3 separate regions of the Sus scrofa genome follow, and regions 1 and 3 are each linked to region 2. The links are chromatin contacts, called in public Hi-C and HiChIP or PLAC-seq maps. All regions are on one chromosome and are shown on one strand. Each heading gives the region's core, a stretch centred on a gene start, on an enhancer-like site or on the middle of the called end of the contact. The rest is flanking DNA. Distances are from core to core; before and after follow the strand shown. Region 1 overlaps NFIA (nuclear factor 1 A-type). Region 2 overlaps NFIA (nuclear factor 1 A-type). Region 3 overlaps LOC110261418 (a long non-coding RNA gene).

Region 1 (2,879 bases), core at 170-2,669, 260 kb before region 2:
TGGTATTTCTTACTGATGATTTTAGTGAACAGCTATCACAGGCAAGATACTCCTTTTCTCCTTTTGAAAAATCAGATTCCAATGCATTTTTTAGTTGATTGGTGACTATCTAAGTGTAGCCCTGGCCTCAGGTGATTCCTGTCTTGCACCCGTGTTCGATTACACCTCACTTAGCGTTGCACACTCAGTGACTGGCCTGATATTCCAGAAGGATAAGTGTCAGTGGTGACTTTGGATTGAGATGTTGCCTTTATGGTTTGTTTCCTGTTTCTGGTCAGGGAATTAGGGTGTTATCTCCCTATAATGTAATTGTGGCCATAAACTTTATCAGGATTCTTTTAAATAAAGTCCAAGTAGGTGAAAGGGAAGGAAAACATTATGATGAAATGGGGAAGGAGGACGCAATAAAGGCTTGACCTTAACCTTGGTCAAAATACGTTCCCTAAGTCTCCTAGAAATCTTGTGTATGTAAGATTTGTATGAAGGGATTTTAAAAAATTATCAAGAGAGCAATTTGTTTTTTAAGGATTTATTTGTGTCTGTTCCTCAGAAGGTATGTTTTGGGGATTTATTGCAAATAATCCTGTTAATCTTTTCCTAGGTATCCTGATGGGCCAGGTGGTTATGGAAGGATGGCACATAACAGGACTATGGAAATGCCATAAATTATTACGTAGTAGTATAAGTATTTGTGGTATCCATGACTAACTTTTAAAATGGCAAAGTTATAAATATCTGTAAAGTCTTTCTGCAGTTGTTACTGATTATTGTGTCACTAATGTGTAAAGAACATGTTTTTTTGTTTTGCTTTATTTTCTGCCCCTTTTATAGATTTTATTTATAAAAGAAAAATTTTATATTTGCCGAAGAGGAGAATTAGGAGGGTGTAAATTAAAGACAAAACTCCCCAATAGGAGAGAATACTTTAAATGTCTTGCAGAGAACGGGAGAGCTTTGCTTAAAAATTTCACCATATGCTAACTATATACAGCACTTCAAGTTTATTTATTGTTAAAGCCTCATGTAAATCACGTCATTCTGAAAGTCATGGAAACTGCACATTTGTGCATTAAACTATGTAAACAACAAAAACTGGTCATCCATCCAATTGTTGCTTCACTTAGTTTGAGTTATAGTGCAATTTTGTGGAGGGTGAAATGGGGATTGCACAATATAGCGATTTCCTGTAACACCTACATTTTTGCTGATCGAGCAAGGTCTGTTGGTATGAGAGCTTAACCTTTATTTTATTTCAAAATGTGTTTTTTATTCCGAGTTCCAGTGGTGCCTATGGTTTCACTTTTCTCCATGAACCACATTTTAAAGCCTGCCCCGACTAAACGAAGGAGTCACATGGTAGAAGAGACCTTGTAGGCAGGCGAATTTCACCTTGGAATGAGTTCAAGACTACTTTGAACCTATCAGTAACATTATTAATAGGGAGAAAGGGCACATGCTAACACTTCAAGTGCTCAAGTGTACATGTCAAAACTAAAGCCTAAAGTTACATGGGCACTTGCCTTATTTATAAAATAGATACATCCTTTGCACAGAGCTTGTGCTGTTCCCCTTTGTCTGTACCTGATCTTCTGTCAGGGGTGCCCAGTTCTTCCTCTGCCTCTTGGAACTCTCCTATCTTCCAGACTGTTTCCTGTGTTTTGAGGAATAAGGCAAGGAATACACTTTTTTTTTCTGCCTCCCACCAACACCCCCCCCCCCCCGGCGCCCCGTGATTAGTTGTCTTCATCCTTTGACCCATCGCACATGGTTTAGCTTGCCTTATGGTAGTTAAGTCTGGTTTGCATTTGTACTTAGTTGTAATGAGAATTGGTCATACAATTGGGGCTCTCTTTTCTTAGTGTTTGAGACAGTTCTTTCTGAAAGTGGATACTCAACAACGATGGTTTGGACTGAATTAAAGAAAAAAAAAAGAGAGAACTCTACTTCAGTAGAAGCCAGGCCATAAAGGGGTGAGGATATATTTGGGGAAATCTGTACGTCTGCAGGATCAAGACCAGTTTCTGGGTTCCAGATGGACTATGTGACAGTCTGGCCTGAGGGTAGATTTTTAAGGTGTGTTGTATTTGTTGTGGTCTGTGAATACTCAGTTAAAAAATTTTTTTAAGTATAGCTGATTTACAGTGTTATGCCCATTTCTACTACACAGCAAAGTGACTCAATCATATGTATATACATTCTTTTTAAAAATATTCTTTTCCATCATGGTCTATGTCAGGAGATTGGATATAGTTCCTTGTGCTATATTTGTGAGTACTCACTTTTGACCAAAGAAGTTGTTTCTTTACATATATTCCTATAAATCCCTCTTCTGTAAATTCTGAAAGGTTTTGTTGTTGTTGTTGTTGTCATTAACTCCCTAGAAATTTTTGAGATGATAAAACTGGAACAGGGGTCCGTCTCTAGTAAGATTGTTCTCATCAAAGTGACCTTCCCTGTTCCTGTAGCCTCCTTGAAGTGGATCTAGTCTTAAAGAAACTCTGATTAGTTTATTGTTTAAGATTCTTATCTACTTAGGCACAGACTCAAAGGACCTAAATTAAACTGAGGGTGTGATTAGTGGACTGGAGCTGGTTAGCTGCTGGACTGTAAGTTACTCAGGCTTGAATTGATTCACACCTCATTCCTTTTATTATGTCTTTCTGCCATTTTCTTGGGCCGCACCCATGGCATATGGAGGTTCCCAGGCCAGGGGTCGAATCGGAGCTGTAGCCACCGGCCTACAGCCTAGGCCAGAGCCACAGCAATGCGGGATCCGAGCCGTGTCTGCAACCTACAGCACAGCTCATGGCAATGCCGGATCCTCAACCCACTGAGCAAGGCCAAGGATCGAACCTGCAACCTCATGGTTCCTAGTTGGA
Region 2 (2,821 bases), core at 22-2,521:
CCAAATAGATGATTTAATCAAAGAGCCCTCATTCCAGAAAAAAAAAAATTTCCCTGTGTAGTTCCCCTAACTGGCTGACTTCCCGTTCTGGAAAGCCTTGGTCAAGTTGCTGGGTTAATTGTCCTGAAGATTAGTGGAAAGTCGAAATAAGGACTAATGGTCAAATTACAGGAGTGGAAAAGTTTAAGAATAGGTTTTGGTTTGGGCCTGAAAGGGTTAATTAAGTTTTTTTCACGGGTTATTAAAGACCCCCAACCCAGGCCTTCAGGAGTCATATTGACACCCCACCCCAGGGCAACTCGCTCCTCTACTGACATGTTGCTGGTCAGAGCACAATAGCCTTCTGTGTCTGCAAATCATTGCTAAAATCATCTCAAGGAAAAAAAAAAAAAAAGTTTGAAAGCTTTAACATTAGACAAAAGCCCAAGAGCTGCAGTGCGCAGCTCAAAAACCCGGAGTCAGCAACTTCTATTGATTAAAAACTAACCTTTAAAGTAACTCTGAGAGTGTGTGGTTAGCATTTAAATTTAAACATGTCATGAGTTGATTTGTGTTACTGAATACCAACTCAGAAGGAGTAACATTCACATCGCATTTTTTTTCTAATTCCCTTAAGCAGCTAAAGTATTTCATGAAATGTCAATAGGGCAAAAGAAAAGGGGGGGGGCGATGCTGGGCCTTATAGTTTTCTTTCCCATGCAAATATTCATCCCCCCCTCCAAAGAAAAGTGTGGAGAGTGAAACACAATAATTAGTCCTTTGTCTAACTTTCCCAAGTGCCCGAGAAAGACAGATTAATTAAATATACAACAGTGTTGGTTTTTGGAGTGGGGGTCTTGCTTGCTGTGTAGGTCATAAATTAGGCAGAATAAATACTTCAGTGTGTGTGCAGTGGGCCTCCTACGTCAGAGCCACTGGAAGGTTGGTGGGAGGAGAGCGGAGGGTTTCTTGCTAATGATAGTCACGTCTGGGTCTGTCTGGTTGCTCTTAGCAACCAGACATGATGTAACACCAGGATGAACTTGAACTTGGGGGACTTGAAAAGAGAACAATAGACCAGAGCAATCAATAAAGCCTATTTCAGTGAAGGATTACAGAGCTGCTCTGGGGTAACCTTGTCGGCAAGGCACACACTGAATAGTAAGATGTGTGAAGAAACTTTCTTCTCCCCCCTTCGCTTTGCTTTTTAAGAGAAGTGTAGAGGCACTGCAGATTTTTGTCGTGCACTGAGGTTGTGTCCAGAAACTGTGTTATGGGAAACTGCTCCCCCTGCTGACTCACTGCGTCCCAGGCGCTTGCTTCAAGACGGAAGGCAGTGCAGTGTCAGATTGGAGAAGTCTGGAGTTTCACAACTTACTGAGAAAGTGTGAGAACAAAAATTGTAAGCATTGTTGCTTGCACCCAAAGTTTGAGACAGTTTTGTTAAAGAGAGAACGCGGCCCTGCCTTTGCTGTCCCGGAGGCGCACGAGAAATACAGTTTGGAATCAGACTCCCTTTTCCTCTCTTTCCCCTCTTCTTTCTTTTGTCCGATTTAGGCAGCGTGTATTTGCCAAGATGATTTCCTCTCAGGACACAAGAGGCTTTATTGTGTTCCTCCAAGCACGTGGTCAAAGAATAACATCTAAAAGTATACAGGATGAGTAGTTTTTCGGGTGGTTTTTCCCCCCCCCCCAGGTCTTCTGGAAATCAAAGGTAGCTTGTGTGACCAGGAAATAGTATCCCACCCTCCATGTGGCTATCATTTTGCCATTTATCCTGGGATCAAATAAGTCGTTGCTTTACCTAATTGAATCTCTTGAACAGCAGATGAGCCTACATCTGACCGAATCAACCCAAATGTAACCCTTTCTGATACTGTCAGCTCAGAGAGGTCGGAAGCAGTCACTTTTGCGGGAGGTTGATGATTGTTTTCTACGAGTATTGATAATCGTGGTGAATTTGGTAGGGTATCTCTGGAGGAATGTTGGCAAAAGCCATACACTTTTTTACTTCACTTGAGAAGCTGACTCTGGTATTCGACCATAATTTGTCACATAATCGGTCCCTTTGTTTAGCTAACAGAGAAAAAAGTGCTGGCATATAAAGTGATGTATCACCAGATTATTGCCCAAAGCTAATTACCTAAGGATTTATGAAAGGGAAGGTAACTGGTAACTGGGCCCAGCAGGTATATGGACGGCTCTAAATAAATGTCAAATGAACAAAAGCATGAACGAGAGCTAGTGCAGGTGCCCTCAATTTTTTTTCCTTTGGAAATCACAGTAGCTAATCAGGTGACATCTTGATACCACTATTATATGTCATTTTTTGAAAACATTATGTTAGAAATATTTAGCTGAGAGGAGCATTTTACATCATAAAATCTACCTCTTGCACAACTAAGGAGGTTGAGCGTAAGAGAGATGCTGTGACTTGTCCGAAATCGCCCAGGTTTCTTGGTTCAGCACTTTTTCTACTTTAGCCCCACTTGCTCTTATATCACTCTTGGTCATCTATGCCTGTTGAGAGAATGCTGTAATACCCTCTCATAGAAAAGATGTTGTGAAATTCATCAGAGAATACATTAATCACAACCCCAAGTCTCTCCCCTCACCCATTCTCTACTCATTCACCTCTTCTTTGTTGAGCTTCTATTCCAGGCACTGTGCTAGGCACCGAGGGGTCCGTCAAAAAGCAGATGATCAAGGAGTTCCCACTGTGGCTCAGTGGAAATAAACCCAACTAGTATCCATGAGGATGTGGGTTCCGATCCCTGGCCTTGCTCATTGGGTTAAGGATCCAGCATTCTTGTGAGCTTTGGTGTAGGTCACAGACGCGGCT
Region 3 (2,978 bases), core at 387-2,886, 490 kb before region 2:
AGCTTTGAGAACCACAGGCTTAGAGGCATAAGGTTACCAAATGCTTCAGCTGGAAGGAATTTAGGGGATATTCTTCTTCAATGACCAATAAGGAAATTAAGGCTGAAATTGATTATAAATCTTGCCTAAATTTACCCAGCAGTTATTGGCAATGCCAGGCCTTGAACCTATGCTAATTCCCAGGACTATATAAAGTAACTAACACCTTCCTTCTTTCCTTCTTCTTTTCCTTTCTTCCTTTCCTGCCTTCCTGCCTTCCTACTTTCCTTCTAACAAACACAGCTGAACTCTGTGTGCCAGGCTTCAAGGTGGGTCATGATGATTCAGAGATGACTAAGACACATTACCTGCCCTTAAGGAGACCACAGACTGGCCAGCATACAGGAGAGAACCCAAATATGGTGCAACATGCTTTAGAGTAGACTTCTGTTCAAAACATTGCAAGGGGCAAATGACTTCCTCGGGGAATTGAGGGCTTCCCAGCAAAGGTGGATTTGAGCGTTGAGGGGGGAGAAAGGCTTTACTCTGCAGAGACAAGATAGCTTTCATTCTAAGCAGTTGCACAGCATGAACAAAGACACAACGACCAAAATGAGGTCATTTGTTGTGAGATATATATATATACATATACGTATATCTATTATACGTGATCAGTTATATATATATTACATATATATCAAATATGTAATGGAATACTACTCAGCCATGAAAAGAGTGAGATAATGCCATCTGTAGTAGCATGGATGGACCTAGAGATTATCATACTAAGTGAAATAAGACAAAGAAAGACAAATACCATGTGATATCACTTATACGTAAAATCTAAAATATGATACATGTGAACTTATTTACAAAACAGAAACCAACTCACAGACAGAAAACAAACTCACAGACAGAAATCAAATTTATGGTTCCCAAAAAGGAAGAGGGGATGGAGGGTGTGTATATCCAGATTCATATATATATGAATCTCTCTCACACATACACACACATAACTGAATCACTTTGCTGTACACCAGAAACTAGCACAACATTATAAGTCAACAATAGTTCAGTTAAAAAAAAAAAAAAACCATCTATAATCAGGTATTGACTGTCCCCTTCCCTTTCCAGAAGCACAAGATTGTTCATTATCCTGCCAAACATAGCCGAGCAGAGACAAGCAGAGAGCAGGGCTGGCTCAGAGGACTCGAGACTCCTCGAGGTCGCTGGGGAGAGAGGAAACGTAGGGGGAGGTCTCCGCACCGCTTGGTGGGTAACCAGGGCCTGGTGAGCGTCAGGAGTTCTGTGGGCACTGGCCTGAGTGCAAGCTAAGAAAAGAGCTCGCTGATTGCCGAGGTGATTAAGAGGTCACCTTATTGATTCTCACCTAGCTGGGAACGGACCTCAATAACCAACATCAAGTGCTTTAATAAGAGCAAAGGAAAGATTTACTGGATGCGAGTGCTTTTCATTAGAGAGGACCGAGGGGAAATAAAACATGCTGACCCACCAGCGAGGGGCCATGGCATGGCTCCCAGCCTGGTGACTGCCAACCAGACAGGAAAGCAAGAGGAAGTCAAATGAGACAGCCCCTGGGCTCGTGCTTATCAGAAGTGTTAGAAAAGAATTTCCCCAGATTGCCAGATTGCCTGCTTCCTCTCTTCTCTTCCTCTCTGCACTGCGAACCCTGCCACCCGGGCAGCTGGGACAAGGCGGCTGCCACTTACAGAGTCCCAAACTAGGCACCGGCTCAGCCCCTTGTGTGCACTATTTGTAGTCCTCGCCTCAACTCAACAAGGGATGTGTAATTTTCTCCATATTATAAGGGAGGCAACTAAAACTAATGAAGTGACTCAAATGATGGGGCTAGGGTTAGAACCCGGTCTCTCTGGCACCAAAGCCCACGCTTAAATTTTTCTCTTGGAAATAGGGTTTGTCAGGAATCTACTTTCCTCTCAAGGTTTTGAGCTGAATCCACTCTACTCCATATAAACTGACCAAATTTTAATTTTTATTGAGCAATTCTGTATGTCAGATACCAATAAAATATTACACCCTTTGGTCTTTACAACCAGCTTGGGGGTTGCCCTACTGTTATTATCCCCATTATAGAGAAGGGTTAACTGAGGCTGGGCGAGTTCCCAGTTAGCATGTAGCAAAGTGAGACCTTGAGCACAACATTCTCAGATTCCAGATCCCAAGCTCTGACATCCCAGATGTTCCCTGAAGAAAGAATAAATGAAAGTTATAGATGAACAACCTAAGTTGACCTAGAAAAAACTCAAGGAATGTATCCATCTGTTCAAATACTCAACAAATATTTACTGAGCTCTTACTTATCTCAAGCATTTTTCTAAGCCAAGAGATACAGAAATAATCATGGGAATAACATTCTTGAGTGGGGGGCAGCTTACTATAAATGGGGAACAAATAAGATAAACAAGAAAAGTCCTGAGAGAGGTGAGGACAAGAGAGAAAATAAAATAGGGCATGGTGGATGGGTCTTACCACCATTGGGTGGTCAGATAGGTGTCATCCGAGAAAGTGGTTTATAAGTTTAGGCTTCAGTGCCAAGAAAGTTCTAACCATGCAAAAGTCTAGTTGAAAAGGATTCCAAGCAGGTGAAATAATGCAGAGACCATAAAACAGAAGGGAACTTGGCACGTCCATGGAAGAGGGGGAGGGGGGTTGGACAAGAGATTGTCTGATGGGAGGAGTAGCTGGGCCTCCTCAGGGCTGCCAGGCCATCATAGGAACTGGATTTTATTCTAAGAAGGAGCAGGAGATATGGAAGGGTGTTAAGTGTTTAAAATTATTTGCGTCTTCTAAAAAATAAAAATAAAGTTTAAATTAACAAATTTTTTAAAAAAGAGTAGACTACAGATATTCCTTTGGATGAACATGAGAAACAACCTGGAGTAGGTTATAGTGGCAGGAAGTTACTATTCGAATTATTTTTTAGCAACTCTTTGAAGGTTTTGTGCACTAGAAGCCAT

What was found. A called contact is a pair of places that touch in the nucleus more often than the background predicts. HiChIP or PLAC-seq counts read pairs in DNA pulled down with a chosen protein or histone mark.
Region 1: a contact with region 2 is called in an H3K27ac HiChIP or PLAC-seq map of alveolar macrophages. The contact joins two enhancer-like sites. A contact is called at or near these places in 2 of 47 Hi-C or Micro-C datasets (embryonic fibroblasts and fibroblasts) and 2 of 2 datasets of contacts at active chromatin or transcription factors (alveolar macrophages and skeletal muscle).
Region 3: a Hi-C map of brain shows a contact between it and region 2, with 6 times the contacts expected there. The contact joins two enhancer-like sites. A contact is called at or near these places in 11 of 47 Hi-C or Micro-C datasets (adipocytes, alveolar macrophages, brain and 6 more) and 2 of 2 datasets of contacts at active chromatin or transcription factors (alveolar macrophages and skeletal muscle).

Annotation. Positions count from the first base shown.
Region 1 is chr6:151,098,276-151,101,154 of Sscrofa11.1, reverse strand. All of the region lies in intron 2 of NFIA (nuclear factor 1 A-type), which reads left to right. Among named protein-coding and RNA genes, the nearest start is that of NFIA, 130 kb to the left of the region's middle. Within about 2 kb of position 1,419, at least 12 of the 83 cell types and tissues checked have an H3K27ac peak or open chromatin away from gene starts, as enhancers often do. A contact at or near this core is called in alveolar macrophages, where this site is marked.
Region 2 is chr6:150,836,996-150,839,816 of Sscrofa11.1, reverse strand. All of the region lies in intron 10 of NFIA (nuclear factor 1 A-type), which reads left to right. Among named protein-coding and RNA genes, the nearest start is that of TM2D1, 220 kb to the right of the region's middle. Within about 2 kb of position 1,271, at least 48 of the 83 cell types and tissues checked have an H3K27ac peak or open chromatin away from gene starts, as enhancers often do. A contact at or near this core is called in alveolar macrophages, brain and mesenteric adipose tissue, where this site is marked.
Region 3 is chr6:151,327,284-151,330,261 of Sscrofa11.1, reverse strand. All of the region lies in intron 1 of LOC110261418 (a long non-coding RNA gene), which reads right to left. Among named protein-coding and RNA genes, the nearest start is that of NFIA, 99 kb to the right of the region's middle. Within about 2 kb of position 1,636, at least 14 of the 83 cell types and tissues checked have an H3K27ac peak or open chromatin away from gene starts, as enhancers often do. A contact at or near this core is called in alveolar macrophages, brain and mesenteric adipose tissue, where this site is marked.